Linked DNA regions of Mus musculus: region 2 is linked to region 1. A link is a contact called in public HiChIP or PLAC-seq data. All regions are on one chromosome and are shown on one strand. Each heading gives the region's core, a stretch centred on a gene start, on an enhancer-like site or on the middle of the called end of the contact. The rest is flanking DNA. Distances are from core to core; before and after follow the strand shown. Region 1 holds the start of Thoc2l (THO complex subunit 2-like). Region 2 holds the start of Lrrc8c (leucine rich repeat containing 8 family, member C).

Region 1 (2,928 bases), core at 185-2,684:
TAAACTTGGCCTACATGGTTTATTTTCATAATACCAGAATGTTTCATTTGGCTGACTATCCTGGTCTCTATTTTGTGATGTGCTTTCTTTTCTTTTGTGTTTTCTTTTACCTCTATGTCAGCAGTTCTCAACCTTCCTAATGCTGCAACACTTTGATACAGTTAGTTCCTCATGCTGTAGTGACCCAACCATAACATTATTTTTGTTGCAACTTCATAACCTACTGTTATGAACTGTAATGTGAACACGGTTTCCAATGGCCTTAGGCGACCCATGCTACTTACACCATCTTTTGGAACTACAAAGCTTGCTGGTATCAAAATAACTGTTAAGTATAAAGAAGCTAGCATCCCCATTTTGGCTTGAAATGAAGCGAGAGTATTTATATGAGTGTTTAAGATTAAGACGTCTTCTGCAAAGCATTCAAAAGAATAACTTCTGCCAAATATTTGGGCATATCATGAATACATGCCTTCAAATTTGTATAAAGTATACTGCAGTGTTTTCAGTACTCTATAAACAATCAACGTTCTTGTCCATGCACCTTGGCTGAGTTTCTTGAACTGGGGCTTCCCAGTTCAAGTTAACAATAATGCCCAGTGTCAATTTAAGCTGATAATATTCTGATTTTGGTTGTAAATATGATCCTGAAAATCTCCTACGGGAGGTAAATTTCTGAGGGCAAATGTAGCAGGCAAACCTAGGGACGGCAAAACACACTCCTAAAATCCTGGCACCCCGTCCTTTCTCTTAATTTAATCGCAACCACCTTCCCCGTATCCAGCATTTCCACAGCTTCAGAATATTGCAAAAAACTACTTATTAGAACCGGGTGAGGAATACTGAAGTAATTCCCGGTAGTGCTGTCAACTCTTCACTCCTTTCGCTCCAGTTCCTGAGTTTACTGCACCTGGCACACAGTTTAACTCTTCGGAGCTCGCGGTCCAGAAACCACCTACTGCCTGCGGGCCAGGTAGGCGTTCTATGTGCCCAGAGACGCTCACGGGAGCCACCAAATGCCGGGGCTGAGGAAGCGCCCGGTGACACCAGATCTCATTTAAGGTCTGTTCGCTTCAAGAACGCCCCGGAAAGACTCGGGGGTCTGTGGCTTTCCCCTGCGTGTGTTAGCACAGCCCGGTCCGCCAAGCCGCCGCCGAGCTGGACAGAGGCCGCAGCCCGCCCGCTCGCCTGGGGGCCGCCATGCCGACTCACCGCTCGCTCGCGCTCCGCCCGCGCCGCCCGCCGCGACCGCGCCGGCTCGCGCCTCCCCGCTCCAGCCGCCGCGAACCGCCTCTACGCCGCGGCTCGGGAAGGGCTTCACCGCTCCGCGCCCTCCTGACCCAGCTCGATAGGGACACCAACGACACACCGCCGACTCCACAGAGCGGTGGGAAACCGGTCGGGATCTCCTCGGCGTTCGGCTGACGTCACTGCGGAGGGACGGCGGCGGTGCAGCGAGTCCTCTGCGCACGCGCGGCCGCACTTCGGTTGCTGGCGGGGGGCGGGGGGCGGGGGGCGGGGGGCGGGGTGGGGACTGAGGTCGTTGGTCATCACTGCGCCTTTGTTAGAAAATGCCTTGCTGAGGTGACTGTGTGCACTGGCGGTTTCATTTGAATGTGAATGCTAAATACAAACAATTCTGAGAGCTTTCCGAAAATGATGTGGTTCAACTGGTGGAAAATCTGGTAGTGTACTATGGAAAAAGTCTGTTTATCTCCCAAAGTATGTTGCATCTCAAGAGAAGTCAAGGCATGAGTTAGGGAAGGACTAAAATACTTGTTCACTGTAGACAGCTGCCAAAATTTGTTCCCAACCAAGCCCTTAAAGCTATTTATAAAACTTTTTATCAGAAGGATGTATGTATGCATTATACAGAAACTTGGAAATATTTTATAGTTATTGCACATTGTACTGGGAGAACTGGGACATTGCTACTTGTGGGTGTCTGTCATGCTCTCTATCCAGTATGAAAAGAAGCTTTGATGAGGGGTGAAAGTTAAACTTCTTTATTTTTAGATTAAAATTCTTTTTAATTTAAAAAGGCATCAGGTTTTAAATACATTAAGAATTGAACTCATATTTTGACCCCATCTCCGAAAATTGTCATTTCTGTTGTTATCTGGTTATTATGTCGTGTATGTATAAAATCAATAAATTGTTCAGGAGTATATATCTGACCATTATGTTACAAAGCAACAGAAATACATAAAATCAAATGAGATGTGCAAATATGCATATATGTATCTCAAACACATGACTTAATAAGGTTTTTTTGATTCAATAGTAAGCTGTAGACAGATAGAGATGCACATTAAAAAAAATTTTTACCATGATCAGGATCCACTACATTGCCTTGCATATAACAGTAGATACTGTATAAGTGGCTTGGTCACTTTCCAAGCAATTATTTCTATTTAGATGTCTTTGCCCAATATGAAAATAATGAATGTGGGTGGGAGATTGTTCATTTTTCTTTCCCCAGCAACTATTTAATGCCTGCATCTTGGCAAGAGCTGCACTTACCTGCAAACATCATGATGTCATTTTCCTTTATCCTGTGGTGTATCTGTGCCACATTTGCATTGCCCGTCCATCACTCGAAGGGCATTTAGGTGGTTCCCCCTCGCTAGCTATGGTGAACAGAGCAGCAATGGACACTGCTAAGCAAGCATCTGTAGGAGGATGTCCTTTGGGCATATGCAGAGGAGTGGATCTGAGTCATGGTAGATTTACTTTTAGCTTTTTGAGCAATATTGAGCATGCATGGTTTCTTATATATGGTCCCCAACTGGTAGAACTATTTGGGAAGGATTAGGAGTTGTTACCTTATTGGATAAGATATGTCACTGGGGTGATCTCTGAGGTGTCAAAAGCACACACCACTACCAGTTAGCTCTCTGCATCATGTTTATTATCTAGATGTAAGCT
Region 2 (2,928 bases), core at 273-2,772, 1.0 Mb before region 1:
AGTCTATCAAGTTCAGATTACAACGAGGGTTGGTGGCTTTCTACAAATTATCAGGAAATGAAGAGAAGCGTGTATAGAGCTTTGGTGCTGGGAGTGTTGCAGAACTGCGTGAACCAAGTGGTTTAAAATTACTCGTATTCCCCTGTCGCCCAAGTGGCATCTTAATGTCAGTCCACTCTACATCCTTGTCCAAGCTTCAGCAAAGCACTGCATACTCGGCAGAAATGTGACCGTTAGCTAAGGCCACACTTCATATGCTACTGCAGTCTGTAGATGTGAAACAGCACCTCTAAAGGGTAATAAGGCTCTATGAGCCAAACCTGGACACTCCCACAAAGATCAATTAGTCTTATTTTTCACTTTAAGGAGGATGGGAGCCCAAAAATGTTTCCTAACTAATTTGTTGCGAGTTTAAAAATACTTAAGGAGTTGGAAACTCAGTAAAGCTCTGCCCTCAACCTCTAATAAAACATCCGCATTAAGCATGGGGACTAGATGTGGGCTGAGCCGTTGCAAAGAAAGGTAACTTGAAGGATTTTAAAATAACTGAAATCTGATGTACACAGCCAAGTGTTGGGGGAGGGAAACATTAGCTGCTGGAAAAAAAGAAAGGCTTTGGCGTCTATAGAGCACACCCTGAGGCTCCCAAGGGGCTAACTCCATCCCAAACACCTCTACGCTGGAGAAGAGAGAGAGAGAGAGAGAGAGAGAGAGAGAGAGAGAGAGAGAGAGAGAGAGCCTGCTAGCCTGCTAGGGTCAGTTTGGGATGAAGGCAGAAATCCTGGCCGCAGTTGCTGGCCTAGACACCTGGCCTCCAGGGTCTTAGGATGCAGAGCAGCCCCCTCCGGCCCCTCTGGACTTGCAGGTGAGCGGACTAGTGCTCACTGGATCTCTGTGTAGACCTTCGATTTCCCCCTCCTTCCTCAAAAAGTGTAACTTCAGGCATCTTCCAGGGAGGAGAGGGGGTTGGGGAGAAGAGCAGAAAAAACAGGCCCCAGCATCTCCGGGGGTTTTGAAGGTAGGGAAGGAGAATGGCCATCCCTGCAGCAACCGCGTTTTCTCCTAGTACGCCCCTCCCCCAGTCCCCAGAACCTAGCGGCCAGGCTGTACTGGGCTCCCGGCTGGGGGTCCCTGGCGCGGACGCCAGGGCCCGCGTGGGTTGGGTGGGGTTGGGGTTAGCGGGATCCCCGAACCGCACGCTGAGTAGGCGACCACAATGTGCCTGTCCCAGAGCCCTGGGGAAGCAGGGTCACGAACGAGGGAGGGTGGACGGGTCCAGGCTGGGGCGCGCCCAGAGAACCGAGGCTAGTGGCAGGGTGCTGGCCGTCCCTCTCCATCCCTCCGCGGGTCCCCGGCACTTACCTCTGGGGGCGAGGGTATCCGCAGAAAAGGATGCCAGGGCGCGGCGAGCTGTGTCCGGGTTGGGCTCAGCGGCGGCAAGCGACCGCGGCGTCGCTGCTCATGGCTTGTCGCGCTCAGAGTGCTGCGGCCACGGCCGCGGCGGCGCCTCGGTCCTCGTCTTCTTCGCGGGCTCTGAGCCGGGACGCAGCTAACGCCCCAGCTCCGCAGCCCTGTTCCTCCTCCCCGGTGCCTCCCCGCCTGCAAGCGGAGCCGCCTCCAGCGCCGCCCCGCGCGCCGCCTGGCCCGCGGCAGCCAGCGCCGCCCAGCGCCCAGCCCCGGGGTCGCCGTCGGCTGCCGAGCCGCCGCCGCGGTGCCAGCCCCGCTGTGACGCAGGCAGCGATGCCCGGGAACTTCCTCCTCTGCCGAGACCACCAGGCGTCCAGGGCAGGCGGGCCCGCGCTGGGCGGGCCCCGGGTTCCCCACCGGGAAATCAAGCCTCTCCGCGGCTGGATGATTCCGCTGCTCAGAGCTGCCTACCTGGTTGGCACAGCAGGGAAGATCGGTCCTCTGCCTCCTGTGTGCAACCCTAACAATGCCAAAAAGCGGGTGGTTTCTGTGAGCCCGCCATCCGCTCTTACACCGCAGCTCCTCCCTGGGCTAAGTTGAAGCAGAGCGGCTGCTGCTAAAAATAGCCCTCCTGGGAACTCCCAGAGGGTCAGGTTGGAGATAACCCCTCCCCAGAGAATGAAAGGTCCAGGAAGCGGGTGGAGAGGGGGCGGTGGTATATATGAGGGGAACAGGGAAGAACGAAAAAAATCCGATGCCCGTAGTTTACAAAGCCTTAAGACCCTGGGCAACCTCAATCCCATTGACCAGCTGGCAGGAGTCCCTCGTTACTGGACCCTGCAAGATGGGCTTCTGGGCTTTGAGCAGCAGGTGCCGTTCCATATGAAAGCTCCGCCTACGATTTTGTGTGGGCAGAGGTGGGGATCGTGTGTGTGTGTGTGTGTGTGTGTGTGTGTGTGTGTGTGCAAAAGAGTTAACAATGTGCCCCGAACCACCTGTTGTTTAGACGATGTAGGGGAGGGATTCTCTCCCAGCCATTGATCTGAGCCTTGGGTTTGTCTGCCTATCTCTCTGCCCAATTATAGTTTAAAAGCACAAACTAGCATCTTGAAAGCTGGCATCTCCCTAAAAAGAAAAATTGCCTATTGGGGGAAAAAGTGCAGATAAGATCACTGTAGCAGTCGAGAGAGAGAGAGAGAGAGAGAGAGAGAGAGAGAGAGAGAGAGAGAGAGAGAGAGTTTGTCAGTAACCAGCTGGCTGTCCTCAGAGCACTTGACGCAGATAAAGAATTACTCTGCCCTGGCAGTCTGGGAGAGACAGAAGAGGACAAAAACGGGCAGCCAGCAGCCATTAACTAGTTTGTGTGCTCCTGCATGGTGAGTTTATAGAAGACAATCATTTTCCAAGCCATGATAAAAAGCAGGGTATGGGGGCCGTGGGGGAGGAGCCTATTCCTCCTTGCCCGGCACCCCCCCCCCCCAACCTAACTGTTCTTCCTGCTCACAGAATAAAATATTATAT

The links. HiChIP or PLAC-seq counts read pairs in DNA pulled down with a chosen protein or histone mark.
Region 2: a contact with region 1 is called in a FOXA1 HiChIP or PLAC-seq map of pancreatic cancer cells. The contact joins the promoter of Lrrc8c here to the promoter of Thoc2l in region 1. A contact is called at or near these places in 3 of 39 promoter capture datasets (cranial neural crest, hippocampal neurons and pre-B cells) and 3 of 115 datasets of contacts at active chromatin or transcription factors (astrocytes, large pre-B cells and pancreatic cancer cells).

What each region holds. Positions count from the first base shown.
Region 1 is chr5:104,506,856-104,509,783 of GRCm38.p6, reverse strand. Thoc2l (THO complex subunit 2-like) reads right to left here and starts at 1,434. Exons shown (of 8, transcript NM_001166581.2): 1 at 1,213-1,434.
Region 2 is chr5:105,518,065-105,520,992 of GRCm38.p6, reverse strand. Lrrc8c (leucine rich repeat containing 8 family, member C) reads right to left here and starts at 1,522. Exons shown (of 4, transcript NM_133897.2): 1 at 1,363-1,522.